5 separate regions of the Mus musculus genome follow, and regions 2, 3, 4 and 5 are each linked to region 1. Evidence: chromatin contacts called from public promoter capture Hi-C data. All regions are on one chromosome and are shown on one strand. Each heading gives the region's core, a stretch centred on a gene start, on an enhancer-like site or on the middle of the called end of the contact. The rest is flanking DNA. Distances are from core to core; before and after follow the strand shown.

Evidence for each region. Promoter capture Hi-C pulls out the DNA fragments that hold promoters and counts their contacts. Capture Hi-C pulls out chosen DNA fragments and counts their contacts.
Region 2: a contact with region 1 is called in a promoter capture Hi-C map of pre-B cells, with 4 times the contacts expected there. The contact joins the promoter of Nt5c2 here to the promoter of Sfxn3 in region 1.
Region 3: a contact with region 1 is called in a promoter capture Hi-C map of liver, with 4 times the contacts expected there. The contact joins the promoter of Cnnm2 here to the promoter of Sfxn3 in region 1. A contact is called at or near these places in 1 of 39 promoter capture datasets (pre-B cells) and 1 of 9 other capture datasets (liver).
Region 4: a contact with region 1 is called in a promoter capture Hi-C map of erythroid cells, with 15 times the contacts expected there. The contact joins the promoter of Gbf1 here to the promoter of Sfxn3 in region 1. A contact is called at or near these places in 1 of 39 promoter capture datasets (erythroid cells), 1 of 484 Hi-C or Micro-C datasets (CD4 T cells) and 1 of 115 datasets of contacts at active chromatin or transcription factors (astrocytes).
Region 5: a contact with region 1 is called in a promoter capture Hi-C map of liver, with 4 times the contacts expected there. The contact joins the promoter of Nolc1 here to the promoter of Sfxn3 in region 1. A contact is called at or near these places in 3 of 39 promoter capture datasets (the 3T3-L1 cell line, embryonic stem cells and pre-B cells), 3 of 115 datasets of contacts at active chromatin or transcription factors (embryonic stem cells, pancreatic cancer cells and trophoblast stem cells) and 1 of 9 other capture datasets (liver).

The regions. Positions count from the first base shown.
Region 1 is chr19:45,046,012-45,049,242 of GRCm38.p6, reverse strand. It overlaps Sfxn3 (sideroflexin 3), which reads right to left and starts at 1,667. Exons shown (of 11, transcript NM_053197.4): 1 at 1,353-1,667; 2 at 1-139. The coding sequence starts at 136. It also overlaps a transcript of Pdzd7 not described here.
Region 2 is chr19:46,960,577-46,963,807 of GRCm38.p6, reverse strand. It overlaps Nt5c2 (5'-nucleotidase, cytosolic II), which reads left to right and starts at 1,500. Exons shown (of 18, transcript NM_029810.5): 1 at 1,500-1,536.
Region 3 is chr19:46,759,963-46,763,193 of GRCm38.p6, reverse strand. It overlaps Cnnm2 (cyclin M2), which reads right to left and starts at 1,585. Exons shown (of 8, transcript NM_033569.3): 1 at 1-1,585. The coding sequence starts at 1,421.
Region 4 is chr19:46,150,808-46,154,038 of GRCm38.p6, reverse strand. Gbf1 (golgi-specific brefeldin A-resistance factor 1) reads right to left here and starts at 1,481. Exons shown (of 40, transcript NM_178930.3): 1 at 1,247-1,481.
Region 5 is chr19:46,074,359-46,077,589 of GRCm38.p6, reverse strand. Nolc1 (nucleolar and coiled-body phosphoprotein 1) reads right to left here and starts at 1,743. Exons shown (of 13, transcript NM_001039353.2): 1 at 1,441-1,743. The coding sequence starts at 1,560. RefSeq lists cis regulatory regions at 1,786-1,792, 1,815-1,821 and an enhancer at 1,763-1,834.

The DNA.
Region 1 (3,231 bases), core at 418-2,917:
AAGCTTCCAGCTGTTCCCCGGACAGCAGCAGATTTCGGGGATCAGTGACTGTGAAGAAATGCCGGGCTCTGCCTAGAAATGTGCTTTGGTCCCACCGAGGTTCCTGGATGTTGATATTTAAGGGCAGGTCACCCATCTTCTGCAAGGTAGCAAGAATAAGGGTCAGGTCCAAGGACTTCCTTCACTTGGGAGACACTTTGGTGGCTCTGCCTTGGCCCCAGAAACTGACCAGTGCTTGCAGGTGCTCAAGGTCACTCCAGATCCATAAACAAGGGTGGGGGAGGAGTTGTTCCCTAGGTAGTGTTTTAGCCAGGAACATACAGCCACTTAAGAGCCGGAGGGAAGACCAGAACCAAGAATATAGCTTTCCTGACGCTGTGGCCTGATGCCAGATTTACGTGTGTGTGAGTGTGTGTGTGTGTGTGTGTGTGTGTGTGTGTGTGTGTGTGTGTGTGATTCCCCAGCAGCAGCTAATCTGGGGCAGCTATCTTGAGCTCCTGCTATAGGAGCACAGAACATGGATAACACACCCAAGCCCTTTCCAGCTTCAGGCCCCAGCTGCCCCAAGACTTAGATAAAAACTTCCAAGGCTGTTTGGAAAAATGACAGAAGGCAGCCCACACTCAAGCCCCTGATTGGAGGAGACATTAGGCACCTGAGGGCTGATCCGTACCAGATCTCAAACAGCACTGGAGTGGCAGCCATTTGTGAACATGTGAGCACCCACATAGCCTCCTCAAACCCACTTGCTTCCACTCCTACACAATAACTCCGGGCTCTCCCTGGTCCTGGGTTGAATAGAACTGACGCAGGCACCCACCCAACTCTCTCTGAGCCTCAGAAAAACCTCAGGAAAGGGCGAGATTCAATGGATGCCCCTCCGCCCAGCACAAAAAGGAATGCCAAGAACAGCCATCTGGCTGTGTTAGGCAAAAATCCTGCAGAGTGACTAATACCCTCCAACCCCACTTCCTCCCTCACAGTAGACACCGTCCCCACCCGACTTTCACATACTTATACACAAAGACAGGCACGCCCTCCCCAGCACACAAACAGGTTAGAGTCACACTGTATACACTAGTCAACCAACCAGAGTACCGTTACACACACACACACACACACACACACACACACACACACACACGCTCAGCCATATCTATCAGTTGCAGACATTTGAAAGCATGCCTAACACACAGCCTCAACCAACCCCTCCTTGTGCCCTACAGATCCTAACAGACCACGCAATATGGAATTCCCATAAGAGAGAGCACCTCTCTCAAGGCAAGCCTTCTGTTCTGAGCCCAAGCCCTCACCCCTCCACTTTGCTGATTCCCAAGGCAGCAGGCACTCACGCTTTCCGGGGTTTTCAGCCTCTAGAAGCTCTCAGACCCGCCTTCCTCACCGCTCTCCGCTTTCCTCCCAGCCATCACCGAGACGTCACGCGTGACGCTGAGCAGCAGGGAAGGGCGGGGGCTCCCTGAGCTCGTTCGCCTGACCCACCCCCCCTCTTGGCAGAGTTCCGAGACAGTGGATGTCCAGAGTGATTCTCCCAGACCAGGCCGTTGAGACCAAACCCGACCCAGTCCTGGGAAGCAATTCTGGCCTCCTTCCCAACCAGGGAGAAAAGGGGAGGAGCCGCCCCACTTGCCTCCTTCGCTTGCAGTCCCTTAGCTTGCCTCTGGAGGCACCCACCCCCGCAGCACCCAGTCTAGGTGCACTGGGTGCGGGTGAGCGGCGTGGAGGGCGGGCCTCTGAGGGTGCAACGCCCGGAGGGATTCGGATTACTGCTTGTTTACTTGATTGCTGCCTTGGCAATGGACTCTCCTTGCTTGCACCCTGGTCTGCTACTCCAGGTCTTAGAGGCTCCTTTTGCAGATCCTCGTCATTCGCATCTCTTTCCAGCCACATTGTTGTGGTATCTGTGCCCCTTTTGTGTTCCCAGTCCCCTTTGCCACCTAATCCCCAGCTCCACTGTGCCAGCAATTTTTTGTACCCCCAACACTTATCCGTACACAAACTGACGCCCCAGTCCTAGGGATGTGCACGGCCAAAGTTTCCCGTGATCTCTGCCTGCATCCAAGCAGGCGCATCAGAAAGATTCTTCTCCTAGTGGCCTGGGATCAGCTGCTGTATCGTGCGGCCTTTCCAGAACAGGGTGTCTCCGAAGGTGAAGAAGGCATTACACACACACATCCCTTATCCATCAGCACCCAGGGCACAGCGGCGACACAGCCATGTTCCAGCTTTCCTTCCTGCTGATCTCAGGCTCAGGTTCAGCTCTTTCGTTTGTGACATTCTCCCACAGAGACCTTAGGGATGACTACGGAAGGGATGGCAATTTCAGGAAGCTAGCGTGGCCCGGAGAAGACGTGATTCTAGTAGCCAGTGGAACCCAGCCAGTTCCAGAGCCTGGGTTCCAACGACCAGTTGGGGTTCAGAGTTGGGGCGGGCAGAGCCCAGAGGTATCAGACAGGTGAGAAGCTACAATCCGGACAGGCTACCAAAGGTGCTAGAAGAGAATGACTGGCGGTCTCAGCAGCCAATGGGATCCCAGGACCGCGCAGGGTAGCTCTATTCCAGCAGCTGCGCGGAGCGTGGGCGGGGTCCTTAGTTCACTGTATCGCGCCCGCCAGCGGGCGACAAGGGCAGCGGCGGCACACGGGACCAGGTGAGGTGGCCAAGTCCTAGAGGTAGCGAGGCAGGAGGTCCTACATGGGGGAGTCTGTTTTTTGGTTTACAGAAATGCTCTAGAGGGCGTGACCCCTGGTTTTGCACTAGCGATTTGTGGGGCTCTCTCCAGAAGATCACTCAGTCCTGGGATAGAGTCTTGCAGCGACTTTAGACTCACAACTGCAGCCTGGAGCCTGACATTCACCTGGGGGTGGCGGTGGGGGGCAAGCTCGACCGCAGCTATCCCAGGTCCTGAAGTCCAGCTCGGGAGGCTAGCCCCTACCCATATACATATACACACAGGAAAGATGCTGCAGTAAACTGTGTGGCACCCATTCTCCTCTCTCTCTTTAAAACTCAAGAGCCTGCTGTGACCCCCATCTCTACTCTCTGAGTGTCAGATGAGGACCGGAGACTGGGTGGATGACTCCATTGAGAATAGCAATGGAGGAATGGAGGGAGGAATGGAAGGAAAGTGTCCCAATGGCCTTGTAGAAACAAATCCCCAAATCCAAGATGGTGCAGAACTGGGCCGATCTCCTCTGGGCCCAGGATGGGAGA
Region 2 (3,231 bases), core at 251-2,750, 1.9 Mb before region 1:
AACCAGGCTTTCTAGAAACATACTTGGCTTAAAGGTGGTATTAAGCTAACTGCAAACTGGCTTACATGCCATTTTTCCCATGTTGAAAAGCCTAATAGGTGAAAAGCCTAATAGGGGCTTATCCTCAGCTGACCTAGGCAGGGTGAAAGGCACAGGAGGGTAAGTAGAAGCTGTTAGCAGAGCCCTCCTGTTTTCAAAAACACCCTGTGGTTCAGGTTGACTGCAAGTGTAATGAGTCAGTAGTATGTCTGCCAAGAACTTTCTTCTCTTTTTCATTTTCTTCTCCTTCCTCCTCTTTCTTCCTTGTTCCCCCCCCCCCCCTCACCATTGCTTCCTCTCCCTTTTTTCTTTCTTTCATTATGTTGCTCAGGTTAACTTCAAATTCTGGGCTCACGTAATCCTCTTGCCTTAGTCCTAGCATCTCCAGAAGCTAGGACTCCCGGCAAGCTACCATACTTAGTGTTCACTGAGAACTTTACTGCACAAATGCAAGGCGCTGTTACAAAGTGGAAGCCATAGTCCTCCTTGATTATGATGGTACTACAAAACTTGGCTTAGTCTTGGATGATACCATCTAAAGGAAATCAAAATCAAATCAGCCAAATGCCTGAGAGAAAGACAAAGATCCTCAGAATTAGGACAGAGGAAAAACAATGGGAGGGATCAAATATCCCCAACTCGGGAAGATCTTGGGCAAAGTCCAAGGTCGAAGAACCAGTAGATCAGTTGCTTTTCCGAGGCTCCCAGGACTAGAATTTGGTCTTTGCGATGAATTCCAGAGCTGCCCAGACTAAGGAATGCAGTGTTCTGGACATAGTGGGTGGGCTGTCTTGTAGTGAAGTACGGTAACGGGTGTCAGTGTATTCAACTACTATTTATTGTTTGCTAGGATCCAGAACTAAGCCTGGAGTCTGTATTGTTTCATTCTATCAATAATATCTCGGATAAATCAACTGTGTGTAGTCAGGTTCCTTGGTTGGTTCCCTGGGTAAGTAGTGAAACTAGGATTTGAACTCATTCTGATAAACCCCAAAGCTGGTCCCTATGATTATCATGGAGTTGAGTTCAAGGTCTTCCAGGGAGACCCTCTGGTTCGTTTGTCTAGGAGTAAGCTGCTAGGAGTAAGGGACACACTCTTCCCACCTTAGGGAAAGCCTCTCGCAGAGTAGGCGTGGTCACCTAAGGTAGGGGCGGGGCAGCCAGGAGTGTGCTGAGGGGAGCAGGCAAAAAGCCAAGAGGTGGTTATTCCTAGGAAATGGATAGGTTGTTAACGTGCATCACCCTCGGAGTTTAGCAGCTCTGGGAGTTCTGTGGTGGGAAGTTCCCCGAGCCCTGTGAGGGGCCCTGAGACAGGACCGCCCGCCAGGGAGCATCGCCGCGGCCGGCTTCTGCGGCGGAGCCCGGGTAAGGAACAGAGCGCCGGTCCCTGGCCGGGCGCGAGCTGGGGGCGGTGCCGGGGCGGCGGGGGCGGGGAGGGCGCGCGCCGAGGCGGCTGCGGCAGTTGCGCGCTAGGATTGCTGCCGTGCGGTGCGGCCGGTGAGTGCGGCGGCACCCGCGGCGGGCGGGAGGGGGCTTGGAGCGGGCGGGCGGCGAGCGAGCAGGCTGGGGAGGATGCGCGGCCCAGCGCGCGACCCAGCGGCCCCCGCCGTCCGCCCGGCGTCCCTTTCCTCAGGGCTCCCTACCCCGGCCCAGATCTGCCCGCGCGCCCGCGGCCTCAGCGCCCCGGCGTGGCGCACGCCCCCGGCCCGGGCGCCCCCGGCCCGCCGCAGCCCCTTCCCCGCGCGGCGGCGACGCCCCCGGCCCACGTCATGCTCGCGCCATTGTTTCCCAGCGTCCGCTAGCTGGGACCCCGCCTTTCTCGCGGAGTGGGCGGGCAGGCGCCGCTCTCGGTTCCCCTGGTCTCTCTGGGCTGGCAGCCTGGCCTCAGTTCTCGTGAGGCGGGTGCGGGGCTCCCCTCATGGGCTGCGAGCCTGGCAGGGTTTGGATCTGCCCGCGGAATGGCCCACGAGCCAGTTTTGTGGTGCGCAGTACTTCCTGGAAAGCTCACATCAATTGCAAGTCTCGCCTAAAGACGTTTGGAGGCGGTTTGTCCCTCGCCTTTTTTTTTCTGGGGCCCCCGAAGCCCTGCAGGGCGAGATGCAGAAGTGGGGCCTGTTACAAGAACAGCGTTTTGAGCGGTTGGCTTTGCCTGGCCGCAGCCTTTAAAAGCATTAGATGAAGGTTTGTGTCGGATTTGTTTCACAGCCTCGGTAGTCGAGGGCTGTGCTCTAATAGAGCACTCTGAAATGACTAGTCACTCAACACGGTTGCGTGTTCCCCACCACTTCTCTGCGCCCCCCCCCCCCCCGCACATTGTTTCATAATGACCGTAGACCTATAATTTTTCTTAAGGGATGCAAATTCCTTTGGCCGTCATGTGTAGGGGGAGGATGTTAAAACGGTGCCATTTATCGTAGACGTAGTGAGTACAGAAAGACTTCAGGTCTTTCACATAGTCACCTTAGCATTTTCCATCAATGGCTAAGAATGTAAGAGAAGACATCAGGGCTTAGAGGTTCAGTTTAACAAACCAGCTGGTTAAAAATTGCAATAAAATCGTTGCGGGTGCTCGTAGTGGCAAGGTGGTTATGCTGGGCTGTTGATACAAGGATTGATGCTTCCCGGCTTGCTTCCGAAGAGCATTTCCATTACAATATGAACCTGTTTGTAGGCCTCGAACAGGCTCTGTACCCTAGTGGCCTCGAACTTGGGATCTTTCTCTTCCAGGTCCCTAACAGATATTAATAGGCTTGTTCCACCATGCCTGAGCTTGAAAAACTGGTTTAAGCTTCACTCTTACCAAAAAAATGAACAAAAAGCCAAATTCAGTACTATTGGTTGTTGCATTATTCTCAGCCAGCATTAATCTGTAAAATAAGATGCCCTTCAAGGTTCTGTCGTATGAAACAGTACAGTCATCAGAAGCGTTTGGTAAATATGAGTACTCAGAGTGCCTGCTGGCCTTACTAGATGACATACGTCTTCCTGAAGAGAGCCAGGTTATGGGGGACTCAGCTGTATGAGGAAATTGGTGTCTCAAACATGGTATTTAGAAAAAGTTGATGTTTATGTTACTGCGTTTCACTATGCATCCCAGGTTATCCTAAAAATTCTTCAGTTTTCTGAGTACTGTGCACACATTTCTTGGCCTGTGTCTATAAACTGTAGGTTCTCAGTTTGGTGTGGTGGTTC
Region 3 (3,231 bases), core at 336-2,835, 1.7 Mb before region 1:
ATGATCTCCGACATGGTGTTGAAGTCCAGGATAGCCTCGCCGGTTATCATGAAGCAGTCCCTGAGGGGAGTCATCACGTCCTCCACCGTCTTGGTGCGGAGCTCCAGCGCCCCTTGGATGATGTTCAGCTCTTCCTTAACGAGGTCGTTATAGGGGTCAGTAACCCGGAGCATCTCCAGCAGTTTTTCCCGGTTATAGACCGTGCCTATCTCCTGGCCCAGGACGCAGTCCAGCAGTTTGCTAACCGGATAAGAAGCGGGGAATGTCATCATCATGAAAAACTTGGTGAGGAAGATGGTGTTGGCCCCTACCGCCAGGCCGTGTCGGGAGCAGATGGCTTGGGGCACGATTTCTCCGAAGATGACGATGCCAATGGTGGAGACCACCACCGCCACAAGGCCTGAGCCCGCAATGTCGTCCAGCAGGATGGTGAGCGTGGTGTTGACCAGTACGTTGCCCAGCAGCAGCGAGCACAGCAGGTAGTTGCCCTGCCTGCGCACCGGCTCGATGCGCTTGGCATAATTCTTCTCTTTCTCCGTGCCGCAGTTTTGCACGATGCGCAGCTCCATCGGGTCCAGAGCCATGAGCCCCAGGTTGAGGCCGCTGAACATGCCCGACAGGCACAGCAGCAGCGAGATGAAGATCACTTGCAGCCAGAAGGGCAGCAAGAACTTCTTCTCCTCGCCCACTATCATCTTGGTGTCCTCACCGTCGTGGTAAATCCAGGTGGTCTCGGCCCACGGAGGAGGCGGGAGTCCGGCCACCCCCGCGCCACCCTTGCCCCCGACGGTGCCACTCGCAGACCCGGAGCCGCCGGCGCCTAGTGCGGGCGTGGAGAGAGACGTGCACAGGTAATAAGACTTGCTCTTCTCCATCTTGCGCAGCGGTTTAATCTCGATCTCGATGATGCCCGATGTGCGGCGATTGAGAATGATGTGGGGCAAGATGATGATGTCTGAGGTGCGGATGCCGCAGCGCTGGGGGCCGCTGTCCGGCTCCGGAGGCGCGGGGCCCCCCAGCCCACGCTCGCTGGGTGTGTGCCGGCGCCGCTCGTGCTCAGTGAAGGCGATGCGGGACCACGTCTCGTTGTTGATGTTCTGCCCGTACACCCGCAGCTTGACCCGGGTCCGCTCGCTCACCCGCAGAGCACCCCCTTCCATGAACGACACGTCGTTCGTATCCTCCAGCCGCAGCCCGATGATCACGGTCTCCTCGTTCTCGCCGGCCGCTGTGCAGCCGCCCGCTCCCCAGCAGCAGCTCAGCAGTAGCAGCGGCAGCAGCCGGCCCGCAGCTGCTTGCAGGACCCCCCGGCCGCGGGCACTGAGGCTGCGGCGCGCCGCCATCTTCCAAGTGGGCAGTGCGGCGGCTGCCTGCCCGCCCGCCATCTTTACTTCGGGTTCACAAGCGCCACAGCCAATCATAGGGTGGCTGCTCCAGCTGAGGCTTCATCCTTCCCACCCGGCGGCGCGAGCGCAGGCACCGGCGCCCGAGCAGGACTGCAACCGCGCGTTCGCGCCCAGCCCTTAGCTGTCCTTCTCTCTGAATGACACTGATTCGGACTGAGCCAGCTGAGGAACCCCCGGGCTCGAGGGAGGAGGGAGCGGAGGGAGGGGCGTGCTAGCCTCTCCCGCGAGAGGCAGGTCTGCCAGCCAATCAAGAGCGGGTGCCCGCCTTCCCAGCCAGGGGGCTGGAATGGGGGCGTGGTCGCAGTCGGCGTGCCGCACCAATGGCACGGGAGGTGGGCGGGGAGATGAGGGCCACTGTCCTCCTCTGCATGCCAAGTTTCCAACTGAAAGGCGCGTGACTCTTGTGTATGCGCGGGGAGGAGGCGTGGCCATCCCGGATGCAAGAGCCAGTCAAAGATGAGCGCTGTAGGGATGGGGGCGTGGTCTTCCTCCAGGCGGCCAATGAAAGGGAGCGGTCCGCGGGTGCGGCGCTCCCTGTGGGGTCTCTGTAGTAGATCCTCGCGCGCGGCTTGGCAGCCCTGCAATACTGCCCTGAGGCGCGAGGCCTCGGGTCCTTGCTGCAGGGACTTGCGGGCTCCACGGGGCTCCGTGTCGCCGCAGAATGGGCTGAGCCCTCCTTCCCTGGGAGCACCAGAGCCGGACTGGAGACAGCTTACGATGCACATAGCCTAAAACCAAATCGGGATACTAGTCAAGCCCCCCAGCCCACTACCCCTGCATGCGGTTCCTCTGGAGATTCGCGGTGACAGGGTGGCCCTAGCAACGCCGAGGACCTGCGGTCTCCGTGACTCTGTGAGCCCTCAGCTGCTCACGATCATGTGGCGCCACCTGCCGGCCCTCACGGACGACCTTTGCTGTTTTCTAGCTCTCAACAAACCTCTCAAAGTGTGGTCAGCTTCCCAAACTTTGTCATCACAGGGATTCTCCTGTAGTCCTGCTATAATCACAGAATGAGATGGACCCTATTTTTGGTTTTGTTTTGTTTTGTTTTGTTTTGTTTTTTAACGTGCACCCAGGCAATTTGGGGAAATAGGAAGGGGAGAGCAACCTGAGAAGGCCCATGAAAGCTTATTATGAAATGCACAGGTCAAACGCTGTTAGCTCCGGAGAAGATTCATTGTGGAGCACAGCTCACCAGGACTCTCAAGTCCATTGCATCAGACTAGATGCGGTAGCACAGTAGCTCCCAAACTGAACTTTCTGCCTCCCAACTGAAGCGCGTTTTAAAATGTTTTTCCTGATCTTACTTTGTATTCCATAAACACAATACTCTTCCTTTTTTGTGAACACCCACAGTGTTTTTTATAATTTCCAGGACGAGTGATTTCTGGGCTCATTTCAGCGGTATCCTCGCAATTCTCTCTTTTTTTTTTTTTTTTTTTTTTGTTGTTTTGTTTTGTTTTGTTGTTGTTTACAGGGTTTCTCTGTATAGCCCTGGCTGTCCTGGAGCTCACTTTGTAGACCAGGCTGACCTTGAACTCAGAAATCCGCCTGCCTCTGCCTCCCGAGTGCTGGGATTAAAGGCGTGCGCCACCACGCCCGGCCGCAATTCTGTCTTCTTTTATGCTTGTCCTCAACCATTCCCCTGACCTTCCAACTAATGACTTGTCAACCCAGGGCCCATTGCTCCCATATTTGAGCCCTCCCCTAACTCCTCATCTCCTGACAAAAGCCAGAGTGCTCTCATCGCCTACAAGGTTCTGCAAGCTCTGCCCCAACCAGGCTCTGTCATTTTCTCAGTCACTGCCAGGGGATCTTCCTGGCG
Region 4 (3,231 bases), core at 232-2,731, 1.1 Mb before region 1:
ATGACACAGCAATGTCAAAGGTCACTACTGGGCCATAAACTACACTCTTTCGGGTTGTGCCCTACCATTCACTCTGTTTCCCTGACCCTACCACAAGGAGCAGAACAACTCTCCTAACTTGTCTCTTTGCTAAAGACAGTGTCTCACTTGGCCCAGGCTGGCCTCTAACTCAAGAAGTAGCTGAGGATAACCTTGAATGTCAGGGCTAACCCTCGTGTTTCCATCTCCCAAGTAGGGAATAATTACAGATGTGGACCAACATGCCCAGTTTATGAAGTGCTAGGGACTGAACTCAAGGACTCCATACATGCAAGGCAAACACTCAACCAGCTACGTCTCCCTCCAGCCCTTTTCATGATTTTTCACCTACTAAAAATAAATAGACCACCAGGACCAAGCCTTATCAGTATTCAAACCCCTCTTAACTCTCAATCAAATGTGTCACAAAAGAGTGGCTGCCTTGGGATCAAACCTCATATCCTTAAAAAGAAGGGAGTTACAGTGGGTAAATGCCTACCCATAACACACACCTAAAGAGTTTAAGGCAGAAGGAGGTGGATCTTTGTAAATCCAAGGCCAGCCTGGTCTACATAGTGAATTCCAGAAAAACCAGAGCTACACAGAAAGAACCTGACTCAAAAAGAAAGAAAGGTGTTTACATGCAGACCCCTGGTGACAGCTGAGCTATCCTGTAAAAGCAAGATCTTACAGGCCAGGTTCTCAGGCGGCTGCCTCCAGTCTTCTATGCCTTCTGACTACCTAATCCAAACTGAGCTGGCTCATCTTTCAGGATTAATGGGGCGCTTCAGTTGTGCTAGGACGCAGTCACCCCGAAGTGACAGATGTACAGAATCTGAAAAGATTCACTCTCTAAACCCTGAAACCATCCTTAATTTTGCTTTCAGATGTTGAGGACTTTAGGGTGCAGAAGGGTCTGAAAAAGAAGAGCTGCAGGCCAGATTATGCCTAGGGAAAACAAACAAACAAACAAACAAAAACAAAAACAGATTCTAGCATCCACCGAGTCACAGGTGGAGCTGAAACACCCCTCGGGGACAAGGGTCTGACCTTTGGCCCCTGCACACCTCCCAACTCCCTCTCACATCAGTCCTCTGGGTTTACTTCTTCCCACTAAGCCCATCGCCCAGGCCGCTTCGCCCAACCGAAGGACCCTTCCTCCTTATTCTTGATGGCAACGTCAGGAGGCCCTCACGACGCTGGAACTCTAAGAAGAGACTTCGCTGACCTGTCAGCGGATCCAAAATGGCGGGGCCTAGTCCCAGAACCGGCGGCAGCCGCAGCTCATGTCCAGCCTGGCCCCGGAGGCGTCTCCCGGCCGCTCTCCCGGCGCCGGCGGCGAGTGAGAGAAGGGAAGGATCCTGTCTTCTGGAAGGCAACCCTAACTTCAGGGTGAGACCTCACTGCAGGCTGGAGTAAGTGGGCCGGGACGCTCGGTGGTGCCGGCTACCTTCCCTGTCAGCTCACTGACGTGGTAACTAGCCTCAGTCTAGCCCGCTGCCTGGTAACTGCGAGAGTCCTGCCGCGCTCAGCCAATCAGAGCGTGGCACTCTGAAAAGTGGCATTCCGACTATCCAATCGAAGAAAGAAATTAGCTCTGGGAGGCGTGCAATGCCCAAAGAGACCAGATTACAAGGGAAAGAAGAGTAGGTAGGGGACAGCCAACGGATACGAGGATTCTCTGACTGACAGTTACAGAAGCCAATAAACAATGAAAAATTGTGCTGGGCGGTTGAAGAGGTGGGGTCAGATAGGGTTCGGTTGCAGTGCGCTGTTTAGCAGTGGCTGCTGGGCATCCTGGGCAGGAAGGCTATGATTTGCTGGAAAGGGGGCGGGGTCCGTTTTGAGAGCTTGAGCGGGCGACCCTACTCCCCCAACTTCATCCTACCAAAGTCACCTGGGCTTTACTACTTTAGGGATCGCTCTCTTTCCAGGCAGGTCTGGGGTTGAAACGCGTTCCTAAATCCGGCCCGTGCAATCTTGCCTACGCCCTCCTGTCTTCTGTGCCCCACTTGGGTATATGTGCCTGTCTCATCCTAACTCTGATTTTTGCATTTTCTACTCCATTCCTACCATCCAGAAATAGAGAAAATGGTAGCAGAAATCTTGGATACCTAATTAGAGTATCCTCATTTTCCAGACGTGGAAAGAGTTCTACCGAGGAAAGCTGGATCCATGCATAGCAGAGAAAAACATACACCTACCCCAGCCAATTCGGTGCGGAGAGTAAGGGGCATGGGGGTACTTAATACTTCTTTTTAAAAAGAAAGAATTTGTCTATTTTAAGATAATGCTCTTAGCCACTAAACCATCTCTCCAGCCTCCCTCAATACTTGGTATACCTTACTCCATAGGGCTATATGACTCTCAGTTCAGCCCTTCCTATTAAGCCTTGGACAAATCTTAATGAACGATTGGTGGAGGTGTATGAGGATCAAGTCTGAGGGCCTAATCTCACACCATTAGTCCACATCGTTAACAAAAAGAAGAAGAAGAAGAAGAAGAAGAAGAAGAAGAAGAAGAAGAAGAAGAAGAAGAAGAAGAAGAAGAAGAAGAAGAAGAAGAGGAAGAAGAGGAAGAAGAGGAAGAAGAAGAAGAAGAAGAAGAAGAAGAAGAAGAAGAAGAAGAAGAAGAAGAAGAAGAAGAAGAAGAAGAAGAAGAAGAAGATGATGATGATGATGATGATGATTTCCCATTTTCCTTCGAAATGCGGACAGGTGAGACTGGAAAGGAAGCTTAGCAGTTAAGTGTGCTTGCTGCTCTTCCAGAAGACCTGAGTTCAGTTCCCAGGATGTACATAGCACTATCTACTGTAACTCCAGCTCCAGAGGGATCCAACACTTTGGGCACATACTCACACAGAGACACGCGCGCTCTCGTGTGTGTGTGTGTGTGTGTGTGTGTGTGTGTGTGAGAGAGAGAGAGAGAGGGGGGGGGAGAGAGAGAGAGAGAGAGAGAGATCTTTCTGTAACCCTGGCTACTGACTGTCCTTGAAGCCCAGGCTGGCTTCAACCTCACAGAGATCTACCTGCCACTGCCTCCCAAATGCTGCACCACTATGCCAGGCACAGACACATACATTTCAAATAATAAAAAATAAATCTTTTGTTTGTTTGTTTTTCAAAACAGAGTTTCTCTGGGTAACAGCCCTGGCTGCCTGGCTGCCCTGGAATTCACTTTGTAGACCAGGCTGGCCTCGAACTCAGGTCTGTC
Region 5 (3,231 bases), core at 494-2,993, 1.0 Mb before region 1:
CAATTCAGAGCACATGGAGTTGGGGGGGGGGGTTGGGGGATGTATTACCAGATCACATGTCAGGCTGTCCCGGCTGAAAGAACTCCCTTATTATGAGACTGACCTGATCTTTCCTTTTGTGGCAAAAATCACCTTTTTGTATTTTGCTACAAAGAAGTAACCTATCTCAAAAGATCTGGTGGCCTATAACCCAAGAGTCCCAGGATCTAAGGCCTACAGCCTTTCAAGGTGTTTCCACGAACACTACAGCTTTTCTTTCATTTTTTTTCCCCCTTATTTATGTGAGTTCATCTTTGCTGTCTTCAGACACACTAGAAGAATGGGCATCTGATCCCATTACAGATGGTTGTGAGCCACCATGTGGTTGGTTGCTGAGAATTGAACTCGGGACCTCTAAAAGAGCAGTCAGTGGTCGTAACTGCTGAGCCGTCTCTCCAGCCCGCTACAGCTTTTCTTAAGGTGCAGAGTAAACATTTTGCTCTTACATAACAGCTGTCACTCACCCCATGTTCCTGTGTGCCTACAATGGAGTTACTACTTTGTGCATTTTTCTCTCAGTGAGTCTCATTCACTCAAAAGCTGTAAATTGGGCTGAGCATGGTGATATACACCTTTAATCCCAGCACTTGGTAGACAGAGACTGAGCTGAGTTCAAGGCCAGTATGGTATACAAAGTGTGCTGCAGGGCAGTAAGGCACTTAGCATGAAGAGGCTGTGACAAGAGGTACAGAAGTTCATATCCATCCTCCACTACACAAGGACTACATGAACTTTGTCTCAAACAAAAGGCTGCTGGGATCATACATGCAGAAAGCCGCAGAGCCTGGCCTAACATCACTACCTGGAGCTCCAAGCTCAGTGCCAACTTAACACAGGCGGACGCTCACTACTCCTAGAGTATACTGAAAGCAACCTATCACCACACTCATTCATTTTTTTCTTTTTAAAAAAATAAGTAAATACAATATGAAGTCCTAGCTATCATTACTTCGCAATTTATCCCTGCACTCACTCATCTTCTTTTGTAAAAACAAACAAGTGTATAAATAGAATCCAAGCCTTCATTACTAAAATCTTTGAGTCTCAGGTAAAACTGCAATTAAGGGTAAGTCCAACAAAAAGTACAGAAGAACCACGCACCGCCAACCCAATGCTCCCGGAGGGATCTAGCGCCACATGTCCTGGGTCACGAGGGACCCATGCCTGTCACCGCTGCAAAAACTCACACCAAGTAAAAGCCGTAATACTCGGAGCTAGCTAGTCAGACATGGTGGAAGGAGACACCGAGACCTCCAGCCTGAGGAAGGTCCGCAGAGAAGCTGGGCAGACAACGGACTGACAGACCCCAGCCCTCGCCTCCTTAACTTCTAAAGCCGACAAGGCCTAGATTAGCTCGGAGAGTCGTCCCACCCCGGCCCGCAGACCAAACCAAGGACTCACAGCGCCGGTCGCTTTTGCAAATTTACTGGCCACCTCCGAGAGTTGGCTATCCCGCAGAAATCTGAGCACAAGGGGATAAAGGTCGCTGGGAACCACGCGGCGCAAGCCGGTATCCGCCATGCTCCGGGTAAAACGCGTCACTACCGTTGCGCACGCGGCACGACTTAAGAACACCAAAGCACAGCCCGGGTCGAGGGCGGGTCCAGTGTCGTCATCAAGTCGCGCGCGGCGCGCAGCGGAAAAGAGTGGCGCACACGAGGTCGCGTACCCTCCACCCGGGAGGAGAGACCCAGACTAAATCTAGAAGTTGCTTCCGGTCCCACACGCGTCATCATCCTGCAGGGGGCGGAGCCCACGAGCCGCCCACTAAGGAGGCGGAGCTTCTACGTCAGATGCCACGCTCCTGTCCGAGGCGGGAAAACTTGCAAATTCCCGCGCATTACCTTTGCTGAATGGGCTTCTTCCTACTGTAGATTTCCAAGCCCTGGCTGCTACTGAGACCTCACAGTACTGAATGGACTAACAATAATGGGTGCACTGGAGAACTCGAGGCTCTTTCAACCCTTCTAGAGGTGTCACCTACTGCTCAAACTCCCACGGACAATGGCTTCCTCCCTCCCTTCACACCCAGTGAAGTCCTTCAGGATACCACCCAGACCCAGACTCAAATCAGAGGATCCTAAAAGTTGTGGTGACAAGGTGTTGGTACCCCACATTGTCTGTCAGTCATAGCTAGGTTACAAGACAGTTATCCTTCCCATCTACAATTCGGAGAACAGGAACACGGGACCATCCCAGGGAAAAGATCAAGAAAAATCCTTTCTTCCTAAAGAAAGAAGTCACAGTGAATTCGGAAAACTTCAGTATCAGCTACTGTCCAGGTCAGGAAGCAATAAAGATGCACTTCCGGTGAATACCTTTCTTTTACTTTCCTCAAAACAGGCGCTCCTTCTAAAAGGACCCGTTATCCTATTTCCCAGAGGTGCTTCTATGCATACACAATCGTTTGTTTGTTTGTTTTGGCTTGTTTTTTTTTTTTCCAAGACAGAAAGGTTTCTCCGTATAGCCCTGGCTGTCCTGGAACTAACTTTGTAGACCAGGCTGGCCTCGAACTTAGAAATCCGTCTGCCTCCCGAGTGCTGGGATTAAAGGCTTGCGCCACCACGCCCGGCCTCAAAATCGTTTTTTTTAAAATACACACACCACCGGGCGGTGGTGGCGTACACCTTTAATCGCAGCACTCGGGAGGCAGAGGCAGGCGGATTTCTGAGTTCGAGGCCAGCCTGGTCTACAAAGTGACTTCCAGGACAGCCAGGGCTACACGGAGAAACCCTGTCTCGGAAAAAAAGAAAAAAAAAAAAAATTCACAAACCAAGATGGTGATCAAAACCAAACTGGTGAGCTTTAATGACACTTAATAGACACTAACCCCAGTTGAGAAAACTTTTATTCTCATAGGTATGGTGGCAAATGATTTTTTTGTTGTTGTTTTGTTTTGTTTTTCCGAGACAGGATTTCTCTGTAGCCCTGGCTGTCCTGGAGCTCACTTTGTAGACCAGGCTGGCCTTGAACTCAGAAATCCGCCTGCCTCTGCCACCCGAAAGCTGGGATTAAAGGCATGAGCCACCACACCCGGAGGCTAATGATTTTAAACCCAGAGTTGAGAGGCAAAAATTGCAGATGTCTGAGAGAGGGAGAAGATAAGAGGGAGAGGGGGGATAGAGAGAGATAAGGAGGTGGAAGGGGAGGAGTTTGACATAGTAACCAGGCCATGATGGCACACACTTTTAA